Regions from separate parts of the Triticum aestivum genome. Here region 2 is linked to region 1. A link is a contact called in public Hi-C data. All regions are on one chromosome and are shown on one strand. Each heading gives the region's core, a stretch centred on a gene start, on an enhancer-like site or on the middle of the called end of the contact. The rest is flanking DNA. Distances are from core to core; before and after follow the strand shown.

Evidence for each region. Hi-C and Micro-C count contacts between places; a contact is called where the count stands out from the background.
Region 2: a contact with region 1 is called in a Hi-C map of leaf, with 5 times the contacts expected there. The contact joins the promoter of LOC123120728 here to the promoter of LOC123120723 in region 1. A contact is called at or near these places in 3 of 5 Hi-C or Micro-C datasets (all in leaf).

The regions. Positions count from the first base shown.
Region 1 is chr5D:265,465,139-265,468,409 of IWGSC CS RefSeq v2.1, forward strand. It overlaps LOC123120723 (flowering time control protein FCA), which reads left to right and starts at 1,443. Exons shown (of 18, transcript XM_044540712.1): 1 at 1,443-2,003; 2 at 2,905-2,975. The coding sequence starts at 1,655.
Region 2 is chr5D:265,931,026-265,933,962 of IWGSC CS RefSeq v2.1, forward strand. It overlaps LOC123120728 (calmodulin-binding receptor-like cytoplasmic kinase 3), which reads left to right and starts at 1,472. Exons shown (of 7, transcript XM_044540719.1): 1 at 1,472-2,419. The coding sequence starts at 2,125.

The DNA.
Region 1 (3,271 bases), core at 193-2,692:
GAACGCCGCCATCGCCAGGTATAACAACTAGGGTCAGACCTAGGGTTTTCACTTCGGAGCCCGAGACTAGGTACTCGAGAAGCACCACCCAATCAAAAGGTATCCTCTGTTGTCTCCTCCACTTGCCCCGATCCTAGCAACTGCATATGCACACGGTCTTGACGCGAGCAAAGGTCATGCCCACGTGAGCAAAGCCAATGAGCCGCGACAAGTGTCGCTCGCCACAGCATTACGAAGTCATTGACGACGAGCAAGGACACCGACACCACCAAAATCCCAAGTCTGGGATGCTTCGGAGGCCCTACGCTGTCTTCATAAGTGGCAACCGATGATTGATCTGCATCAGACGACACCATCATGTCCTGCCACTAACTCCATCATCCGTGCATGTGGCAGCAGATCATATCAAGGGAAAGGACATGACCACCACCATGCATCGACTGCGAGCCATCCAACGCATGCTGTCAGCCCACAAAGGAACCCAACTCTGCATCGCCGACTATAGATCTAGACCAACCTGATTCATCACTAGTCGACACAGCCGCCATATCAAAAGGTCTCCGTCTAGCCGGTGATGCAACTTCGGGGCATAGCTGGGCGAAATGCAACTGCTGCTTGGCAACATCAGAAGAGCACCCAGGAGCAGCAACCTTGGTATGGGCGTGTTCCCCATGTTGAATCATGGCAGCTACACACCCTGTGCAGGTTTCCTGCCTTCAACGAGGCCGCCGTGCAGCCAAGATCAAGCTGCCTCCGCGTAGTGCGCCAGCGACGAGGTTGCAACCCACATCCACGATCTGGCGCTGCCGCTGCAACTTCCCACCTTCACACGTCTAGCCGCTGCTCGTACCTTGCCAAACGCCGCCTAAACGCCAAGGGAATAGAGCCCCGCCGCCGCCGTCGGCCGCGCGGGCAAGCCCGGCGGTGCCGACCGGCGGCGGCGAGGGGAGGACACACGTGAACGATCGCCGAGAAAAGCGGATCGAGAGGCCTCCCGAGTCGCCCTGACGGACGACGCGGGGGTGGTTCACCCGACGGAAAACTAGTAGACAAACGATATCTCGGTTGGGTTTCCTATGTTTGTTGGTTTCACGCTAATTATGTAGAGTATGAATCTTTGAATAAGAATTATGGAGAATGTCATTTTTTGATGCAATGATTATATTATTTATGTAAAATATCATCAAGCGTTGAACGGAAGGATCACGTTAATTATGAAGAGTATCATTTTTTAGATGGTTGGATCACGTTACTGTAATTGTAATTATGAAATCGTATCATCTTTTGGAGAGAAGGATCACGATTAATTATGAATGGTAGTTTGTGGTAATATGATTTCCTCGGCGATGCATATGCATCATCTAGTTTCCATTTCCCCTAAAAAAAAACCATCTAGTTTCCATAGGTTGATATATAAATAGCCCTATTGAGTTGGGAAAGATGCCCCGAAATTACATTGTCCGTTGATAGAAACGAAACGGTTACGCCGGGGCAGACTGCCGTCGGTCGCCCATCGGATCCAATCTGATCCTCACGGCAATTGGCACTTGACGAGGCGGAGTTGAAATTCCACACGGCCTCTCTCTTCGCCTTCGCCTGCCCCCTCTCGTGCTCGCGAGCCGCGTCAAAACCCTAGCCACCTTCTGCCCACCACATGCACCGCGGCAGCGACCGCTCCGGCGACCCCTCCGGCCCCGCGGGCGGCGCTCGCAGCGGCGCGGACGGCAGATTCGCGCGCGGACCCTCGCGCTGGTCCGGCGGCGGCGGGGGTAGCCCCCCGCCCCACCGCTCCTCCCGCGGCGGGAGCAGCGACGGCGGCGGAGGCGGAGGCGGAGGCGGGAGGTTCCATCCGTACCGTGCGCCGTCTGAATACGTTGTTGGCGGTGGTGGAACTGGAGGGTACAGAGGCGGCGGCGGCGGCGGCGGCGACTTCGGTGAGACGGCCGGTGGAGCGAGGAGCCGCTACGGAGGCGGTGGCGGGGGAGGCCGTGGAGACTACTCAGGTTTGGTGCAGATTCTTGGTTTCTGCGCTTTGGTGTTTTCTAGGTTTCCTCTAGATGTGGAATTTTAGCTTGTGTCCGCACGCGAATATGTTTTGGGCTTTTGGTCCGCTGTGGAATAGGTTTTGAAGTTGATCTTCCGTGACCTCTGGAAGATTTTACACCAAATTCAATCAATTGTTGTTAACTTGCCGTAGCTGATCAGTCAATGTTGGGATGAGACAAACCGGGCCACCATGTATGGTGCTAGCATGTATACCATGTTGGCAAGACCACCCACCTTTTTGCATGAAGGATGAGCTTAGACTGGTTTTAGATGTACATGCTGTAGTTTGCATGATACACAGGGGATTAGATTATTTACCCCACTTTACTAGGGTTTGATGGTTTGTCCAGGGTTGTCTTAATGGCGGGTGGTCCCAGCCCCCCGTCATTCTCAGGGGAGGGGGGGGGGGGGTGGTGGCAAATTATCAAATGGGGAATTAAAGTGCGGGTTAAGATCTAATTTCTCCATGATGCACACAGTTGTGTTCTGTCTCGTACTCTCGTGGTTAAATCATATAATGGTATGGCCTACGAGCCTATCTTGTGATGAAGCTTCAGATAAGCTATTGTAATAGCCAGCTTCAGCTAGGTCATATTTTTTTAATCCAGATGTTGACCTTCAGTCATAACCGTTGAGCTGAATGATATGTTTTCCCTCCTAGTAAGCAGTTTATGTACCAATTTGAACCCATCCAGTTTTTATTTGTATTGGTTCCAGTAATCAATGTCTGTAGAACTTATGTTTGTTAGCTGATTGTACTGTTATATCTCATTGAGCTTTAGTGGGCAAATAGTTGAGTTTGTTTTGCACCCTTTCATGGGCTACTTAATTGATATTCATGTGGAAAACTTCCTGCAGATCATGATAACAAAAGTGGTTATGTTAAACTTTTTGTTGGATCAGTTCCAAGAACAGCAAATGAAGATGATGTGAGTACAACTTCCATACTTGTATCTGCCATTTTGTACCTGCAGATTTGTTAGTACGTCTACTTTACATAATCTCAGAACTTGGAATTCTGCTTTGTTGTACATTAGCTTATTTTTCTTTTATCATGGCTTATTGCTATTCATGAAACCATGCCAATGTTTATATAAATTGGAAGTCCTATAAGTTAGCTATAGGTGGTAAAAGGGGCATTTTCTGTGTTAAGAAAATCTACATTTAAAAGAGAGCTAGCGTAAAATTTAGCTATCTTATTTGCATAACTCATTTTTTTTTACAA
Region 2 (2,937 bases), core at 222-2,721, 470 kb after region 1:
TAATCAGTGCAATCAATGATAGGTTTCCTCATAGCACCTCTAAAATTTCATGTAATAGACATAACTAAAACTCCAAATGATTAAAAACAAAATCACACAGAGACAAGTGAATACCTCTGATACCAATTGTAGTTTCAAAGTTATCGACCAGAGGAGGGTGAATGTGTGATTTAAAAAAATCTTCTAAAACTTGAAATACTGTAGGAAATAGAAGAATAACAAGACAACAACACAAAGGCAAATTAGAGGAATAACTAGACAATTACTTAGCAAGAAAATGACCAAGTAGAAGTACAAGTACTCAAGTCTAACAAACAAGAAGATGCATTTGAGAAAGGTAAACAAAGCACGATGCTAAACATGTATATATGCATAATCTTCACATCAATCACAAAGAAGGATAGAAAGGGAAAATAGATTGAAACACAAAGGAATTTTAAAAGTAAAACAGTGTGAAGAAATAAAACATATTTGCTCTTAGAAGATAATGCCATGTGCTCACTCAATTCAACTTGCTAGCACAACTCTAAGTCTGGTTGGAGAGGCTGAGCCCCATCTCTGAAGACACGAAAATCTTTGCCTTGTCATCCTTGAACTAAGTTCCACATAACTCATCCAATCACTCGTGGTAGATCTTGAGGTGATCTCCGTACCTTCACATACTAGTTCTTCAGCGAATCCACACTCTAGATGCTCTTGAACAGTATAACCATCTAGAGGGTGCACAATCCTCAAGAGTGGGAAGTGAAGCGAAGAGTGTAGGATGCATGCAACGGGATCTTGATGGTTGAGGATGGAGGAACATGACAACATGTAGATATGTTGAAGGACTCCAGCTGCTCCTCATGTCGTGTCGCGGGGACCGACGACCGGTGCTGCTCCCCGCTCCCCTATGGCGCGTTAGCTAGCTCATAAAAGGAAGTCGAAGGGGATATTAGAGGAGATCAGAAGATCCGCGGCTAGAGGTTTTTTAGGTGACAAAGGAAATCTGTCGGATAGGATCAGGGGAGGTGGATGGGATTAAGGGAGGGAGTGTTCCAGTAACGCAATCAGGTTGCGGTGGGGATGGGCGTAATCAAGTGAAAACTGACTTGATACTCATTTACACTGTATTCGTTTACGGTCTAGTGCAATCAAACACATGAACCGACTTTTGCGGTGCCAATGTAATCGGGAAAACGGGATTAAATTAGCAAAACAAACACCTTCTTGCTGATGATCATATGTTATTGATTATACTAAGAATCTTCCGCTTCGTAAAAAGAAATAATTAACATTATGCAGTATACTCAACCCATACGGTAAGGAAGAGTGTAACAAAAAAGAGTCGAAGTGGAGAGGAGGGTGAAGAGAGGTGGAGGCAAATGAAGTTCGTACCAATACAGCTGGGCAAATCTAGAAAAGAAAGCTGAGCAACCCGGCCCAGTCAGTGACGCTGCCACCTGCTAGAAGTTTCACACCCCGGTCCGCACCTGCCACCTCCGGTGACGTTGCCACCCGGAAGTTACCGGCGCCGCCGGTTCCCACCCCACCCCGCCTCTCCAGTCTCTGCCTTGACCCTCCAACTCTTCCCACCTTCTTCGGGCTTCGCTTCAGCTCAGCTGAGTAGGGAGCTGCAAAGATATTTCCTTTCTTCTTTTCCGTCTGCCCCCCAACTGCTCCGCACTTTCCTTCTATCCTTCCTTTCTCCCGATCTGAGCAACACCCAGTCGCTCGCTCGATTGATCCCCACAGCCCCGATCCTCGAGTGGTAAAGTAGCCAGATCAGTCGGCGTTCTGCTTCCTGCTCAACCCAGATTAGATTTGCTTGTCTTGTTGTTGTGCTGGGGCGCTCGCTCCAATTCGGTCAAGGTTTTCTACTCCTAGGTCTTCCTTGATTTGTTGCCCTTTCTTGGCGTCTAGTTCATCCGCCGCGGAGTAGCCCGATTCACTTGTAGTTGTGTCCCCTTGCTCACGAGTTATAGCCTTGACTTCATTTCGTCTTCTTGGAGGCAAATAAAGTTGTCCTTGTTGAGTTGGAGGAGAAGGGGGATGCGACCACTCTTGTATCCCCATTTTTAAGCGGTATATGCTCGTCTCGGGGATGAGATACTTGTGAATTTTACGGTCCAGTTCGCTGTGTCGATGTCTCCTCTGGCTCTTCTGCTCTTCCTTCTCTGCTCGTCTCTGGCTTTGGCTTCCGGGTCCGAGCCAACCCTTTCATGGACCTGTGGAGATGAACAAGTTTCCATCTTGGAGACCTCTGATGGCCGTCAAAATCTGTCCATCAATGGGGTTTTGGTGAAGGACCGTGCTCAAGGCTGCGACAGGCTCCGGTCCTACTTTGGGAGTGGTTGCCTCAGCTGCGATGAGCGGTCGCAATCCTGGAGGGGCGCGTGGATGCGCTCCTGCAGCGATGATGGGAGTCAATCTAGCTATGGTGAGTGGCTTCTAGGTTTCTAGCTTCAGCTGTGTCCGCAGTTTGCCGCAGTTTGTTCGATATGTTTATGTTTGTATAAGAGCTTGAATTGGCAAGTATATATGGAACTTTGGTCATTTGATGACCCGGTGCATGTCCTGGCATGCACCGAGTAGTAATGAACAAAGTGACTTTTTGAACTGAAAATGGACAAAGTGACTGGTCAAGTCTAGCCAAATATTAGTTGCTGTACCTGAATCTGTTTTGTATTCGACTTGAAATGCTTGATTGTGGTTGCTGGATTGTGCTGTGCTGAACCTAGATTATAAATTTATTATCAAGTATGAAAAGATCGGCACAGCAATAGGGAAAAACAGGTTATACAAATGATAAAATCGGCAAAAGCTGGTCAAGACAAATAGGATTATCATAATGCACTACAATACCAAACACAACCTAAGTACCATATATATCTGAATTTTGAGGTATGATTCTGTTTACAACACATGACTTTTACTGATCGAAGCTGTTGTTGGTAC